2 separate regions of the Mus musculus genome follow, and region 2 is linked to region 1. A link is a contact called in public Hi-C data. All regions are on one chromosome and are shown on one strand. The core of a region is the stretch at or near the end of the contact, and the rest is flanking DNA. Distances in the headings are between cores, read along the strand shown. Region 1 has its middle 210 kb from the start of Gm41333. Region 2 has its middle 61 kb from the start of Gm41333.

Region 1 (2,700 bases), core at 10-2,509:
CCTGGGCTCTATAAGAAAACAAGCTGAGCAAGCCAGGAGAAGCAAGCCAGTAAGTAACATCCCTCCATGGCCTCTGCATCAGCTCCTGCTTCCTGACCTGCTTGTGTTCCAGTCCTGACTTCCCTGGTAATGAACAGCAATGTGGAAGTGTAAGCTGAATAAACCCTTTCCTCCCCAACTTGCTTCTTGGTCATGATGTTTGTGCAGGAATAGAAACCCGACTAAGACACCCTCCTTGACATTACCTGACCACAAAGTTTATGTTTCCAGGCTATGATGTCTTTCAGCCATCACCACCAGCTACTTTATTGTCTGGCTTTCCATGGGCTTTACTCTTCTATTTTCATTCATTACAGTCTCCTTCTCCCTCCAGAATTTGTATCTTTTCCTGGTCCCAAAGTGTTAGAGAATTTCAAAGCCTTGGCCTCGTGTGGTCATACTAGAATCTACTACCTTTCCTGTGTCACAGAGTAGAACCAATTTGGTATGAGGAACAGAGGTTATAGTGATGCCAAGAATGGGGGACATTACATATAGAATGACATGGATATATGAGGATTTATGGCTAGAAATAAAGAGTGTCAGTTCTTACATTTATAGTCACATTTTATTATAACATCACCTCTCCTGCCACAGAGATAATAACTAAACAAGAGGTGGAGGTAAAATTTAGAGTACCAGTTACAGAGCAGACCAACAAAGCAAAGCTGGTAGCACTGGACATGGAAGACACATAAGTCCCTAAAGGTACACTATCAGAAATGCAATAAGTTATTTCAACACATTTATTCATTTCACACACACACACACACACGCACGCACGCACACACACACACATACACACATACACACAACTACTACAGTGTTTTTGGGAATTCTGCCAAATCATGAAGGGAAAATGTGGGCTAATCACCCCAGCCTTCACATGGATGTTGGACTAAAAAGAAAGAAAGGGTGGTTGAGCATTTCAAAGAACCAATCCATGCCCTATGTTTGAGGTGTGGTAGGGAGGAAGCTTAACTCAGCAGAGGGCACAAGGGAGGCAACTGGCTCTCCAAGTGTGCTTCTGACAAGTGATGGGGCACCACCAGGCCCTTGCTAGGAAGGCACATGCTCAGAGCTCACTAAGAATTCTAGAGTAGTAAGTTCTGGAGGGGTGAGGCTGGAAGGGGGTGTGTGGGGGTGGAGTAGAGGTTGTAGTTCAGAAATCTGGGTTCACAAGTCTCTCGGTGGAGGAAGAGGTGCTTGCACAGCTGCAGCTTGGAAACCACCATTGATACTCAAGAAGTGAGTAGTGAATTTCCCCAGCTGGAGCTGGTTTAGAACGGTTTAAGACTAGAGGAAGTGACCTCTGCACCCAATCTTCAAAGGAGAGTTCTACAAAAATGACAAGAGACACAGGCAGGAACATTCCAGGAATTCCAGGTGTTTGTGTACTTGAATCACAACACAATGCCTCCAAACCTCCCATTTTCTCACTGGATGTAGAATTAAATCCAAGGAAATTATGTAGGGACATAGGTATCAGGGGTATTAACTGCTTCTCCATTTTCTTCCCCACCTCCCTGTCTTTTGACAGTACTGGGAGCTGAACCCAGTACTGAGAAGGGAACTAGGAGCTAACCTGTATGCTGGGCAAGCACTGCCACTGAGCTACAGTCTTGCTTATTTGCTCTTTTTTTTTCTTTTCAAGCAATTTTAATGCCCTTCAGCTAACTCCTTGAATGAACCAGAGGTTCATATGCCTAAGGATTATCCCTTGGTTTAGAAAGAGGGAGGTATGGGAAAATGATTAATGGAGCATGGTGCTCTCAATAGAACGAGGCGGGTGCGACACCATGCCACACTTTGAGTAACAAAATGCCACCAAATATGTACACATTGAATCCCATAGACAGACACAATAAATGTGCAACAGCAGGTTGATTCTCAGGGGCAGAATTCAGGGGTTGAGGATAGGACTGGGATAGAGACCTTTTACTCATAGTAGTTTACTTTTGTACAATGTGCATTGCATTCATAATGCAAAGAAACAGACACAGGATCCTCACAGCACATGAAAAGATAGCAAGCCTCCCTCCTCACAGGTTCAACCTCCTGGAGGTACTATCAGGATGGGGGAGGAGACAGGGGGAGGAGACAGGGGGAGGTGCATGCCTCTGTCATTACCATTTTTGGTACTTTTTTTTTCTAACAGGATGTGTTGTGTGGGTCAAAGCCCAGAGCCAGAAGTGAGAAAAGCTGCTCTTTAGAGTACAGCCCCGAGTTCCTGGAATTTAGAAATTGGTCACTGAAGAGCAATAGCAAGAGGAAGGTCAAGTTTAGGTACAAATGGAGGTGGGCCCTTAGGAAGCACTGTGGTGGTAAGGGGACTCACTGTGACCCCATTCATTAAAAGAACAATTGGTGGTTTCAGACACCTGAGCAAGAGGAGAAGGAAAGCTAGACAGAAGAAATACTGGCCCACATCTCCGTCCAAAAAAGGTAAAAATATATAGTTACAAAGAAAGCAGCTTCTATGAAAAGTCCTCTCTCAGCAGCTTTGAGCAACCTCAGTAAAGACTTTCTCCCCATTTCTTTTCTGCTTCAACTTCCCCAAGGCCTGGGACAAAAAGAACCCTATACTTACTAGGTTTTAATTAGATGCCAGTGTCTGTTTATTAACCCCTTTTATGGCTCTCAGTTCTTTACAAAATCCTG
Region 2 (2,700 bases), core at 15-2,514, 270 kb before region 1:
GCAATTGAAGGACAAAGAGACAGGAGAATAAATCAATTTCCATAGTAAATAATTGCCTAATATGTTATCCAAATTGAAGTAGTGAGCCCTAAATGCATGCACATATGAGCAACAGAAATGAAATCAGAATGTTGTATTTACATACAGAGGAAAGAGAGAGAGAGAGAGAGAGAGAGAGAGAGAGAGAGAGAGAGAGAGAGAGAACACAATAATTAGAGAAGAGGTCATAATAGTGTGGCTACTTCTATCCATCTTTGAAGGGGGTAACAAAACACCCATGGAAGGAGTTACAGAGATAAAGTGTGGAGTAGAGACTGAAAAAAAATGACTATCTAGAGACTGACTCACCTGTAGATCCATCCCATTTACAATTGCCAAACCCAGAAACTGTTGTGGATGCTAACAAGTACTTGCCTGATATAGCTGTCTCCTGAGAGGCTTTGTCAGTGCCTCACAAATATAGAGGTGGATGCTCACAGCCATCCATTTGACTGAGCACAGGGTCCCCAATGAAGGAGCTAGAGAAAGGACCTAAGGATCTGAAGGGGTTTGCAGCCCCAAAGGAGGAACAACAATATGAACTAGCCTGTACCCCCCAGAGCTCTCAGGAACTAAACCACCAACCAAGGAGCACACATGGTGGGACTCATGGCTCCAGCTGCATATGCAGTAGAGGATGGCCTACTTGGTCATCAGTGGGAGGAGAGGCCCTTTGTCCTATGAAGGTTATATGCCCCAATGTGGAGGAATGCCAGGGCTAGAAAGCGGGAGTGGGTGGGTTGGTGAGCAAGAAGAGGGAGGAGTGTGTTTTTTGGAGGGGAAACCGGGAAAAGGATAACATTTGAAATGTAAATAAAGAAAATATCCAATAAAATAAAGAGAAGAGGTCATGAATTCGAGAGAGAGTAGGGAAGGATTTGGAGGAGGAGAGAGTTGAAAATTATGTAAATGCAATACTCATGTATATATAAATATTTTAATATGACTAATGTGAGCAAAGAAGTGGAAGAAGGACTCATACCTCCACTTTATATTTTCCTGTTTTCTCTTTGTAGATGTCGCTGCTGCTTCACTTGTTTTTACTATGGAGAAATACCTAGAAATCTTGATCTGCAGCTGAAGCTGCTTCATACTGAGGGGCTCTGAGCCTGTCTTCTGTAAACATCTGCATTTGGAGACCAGTTCTCACGATGACAGATGCTGGAACATAACCTCACACACTGTCAATCCTCTACAGCTATTGGTTGACACTGTCAGGCTCTTCCCTCCCATCAATCACCTTAACACAATATGGGACCACATCCTCTTCTATTCTAGGAAATGTGGCCACTCTCTTTGCACGCTGAAGTTTACTTTATCTTTATGCTTCAACTTTGAGGAAATGCAGGTGCACACATACACATAGGACTATACAAATACATTCCAAAGTACATATATTTGTATAGCTCAGTGGTTTTCAACCTGTAGATTGTGAACCCTTTAGGTCACAACCTAAAGAACCGTAGTGAACAACCCTTTCACTGGGGTCACCTAAGACCACCAGAAAACACAGATATTTACAGTGTGATTCATAACAGTTACAAAATTACAGTTACTAATAGTAGCAAAAATACTTTGATGATTGGGGTTTACCACAACATGTAGAAATATATTGGAGGATCACAGCATTATGAAGGGTAAGAACCACTGCTATAGATAATATATGTGAACTGGCATATGACCTCACATCTCCGTCATCTACCAACCACTGATATATTAGTACAGAACGTTAGACTAGGTCTAGTTATACTGTAATACCAGGTATTTTACTTAGGAAAAGAAAGTTATCTTCTCCAAGAAACTAGTTCCTCATTTGGAAGATGGAAAATCCTTCACTGTGTGATTATGACATCGTTTACTTGAAAAGAATTTCATAATTTGTAATAAGCAATGAGGTTTTCTTTCCTAGTTGTTCCTAGACACAGCAAGAATAAAAGATGAATCTATTATGTGAGGGCAAGAAGATCTCAGAATCCTACAATGTGGACCCAACACTTCCCTGGTGAATTCTAAGTAGCATTTCATTACAACCTTAATCTAGAAGACTTTATCTCTTGTGCTTAGTAAAACCAAAGCCTGGGTGCTTTCCTCTATCCTTCTTTCCAGTTCTTCCATATCAACTTCTTTGGCCAACCATGTCTACTGCATAATTTATTAATATAGGGTCAACTTCAGGTCTTGACCTCAATGAGCTTCTTGGCTCTTTATTCCTGGACATCATTACCCACTTACTTACTTACTTGCAGTGTTAAGTTCATGCCAAGATATCCAAAATTTCCATCTCTAGTCTGAAGTTCAACTTCCTAGGTTAAAGAACGTTATTATGACTTATGGGCTTTCACATTAAGTATGTCCATGTTGAAAGCCATCAACTACTTTTAAATAATCAAAACCTTGTTCCTTTTCCACAGTTTCCTCTGACTTCCCCATTAATTGAAAAAGTAAAAATAAAAAATAAAACCAGTTGATCACATTCACTTATACCTTCTCTAGTACCTGAACTGGGAGCCTGGCATGAATTTTCCAAGTCTACTGCTACTCTTCTAGTGAAGGCCATCAGTACTTCTAAGTGGGGCATTGCCATTGAGGTTTTCGAGTTGACTTCCCGTGCTCATCTTTTGTTTTACTCCAAATTTATGTTCTTGCTGGAAACATTTTAAG

What was found. Hi-C and Micro-C count contacts between places; a contact is called where the count stands out from the background.
Region 2: a Hi-C map of Th1 cells shows a contact between it and region 1, with 2.5 times the contacts expected there. The contact joins two enhancer-like sites. A contact is called at or near these places in 1 of 15 datasets of contacts at CTCF or cohesin (CD8 T cells), 2 of 484 Hi-C or Micro-C datasets (Th1 cells and Th2 cells) and 2 of 115 datasets of contacts at active chromatin or transcription factors (CD8 T cells and memory CD8 T cells).

What each region holds. Positions count from the first base shown.
Region 1 is chr15:62,456,745-62,459,444 of GRCm38.p6, reverse strand. No RefSeq gene overlaps it. Among named protein-coding and RNA genes, the nearest start is that of Gm41333, 210 kb to the left of the region's middle. Within about 2 kb of position 1,259, at least 32 of the 459 cell types and tissues checked have an H3K27ac peak or open chromatin away from gene starts, as enhancers often do. A contact at or near this core is called in CD8 T cells, Th1 cells, Th2 cells and 1 more, where this site is marked.
Region 2 is chr15:62,729,270-62,731,969 of GRCm38.p6, reverse strand. No RefSeq gene overlaps it. Among named protein-coding and RNA genes, the nearest start is that of Gm41333, 61 kb to the right of the region's middle. Within about 2 kb of position 1,264, at least 31 of the 459 cell types and tissues checked have an H3K27ac peak or open chromatin away from gene starts, as enhancers often do. A contact at or near this core is called in CD8 T cells, Th1 cells, Th2 cells and 1 more, where this site is marked.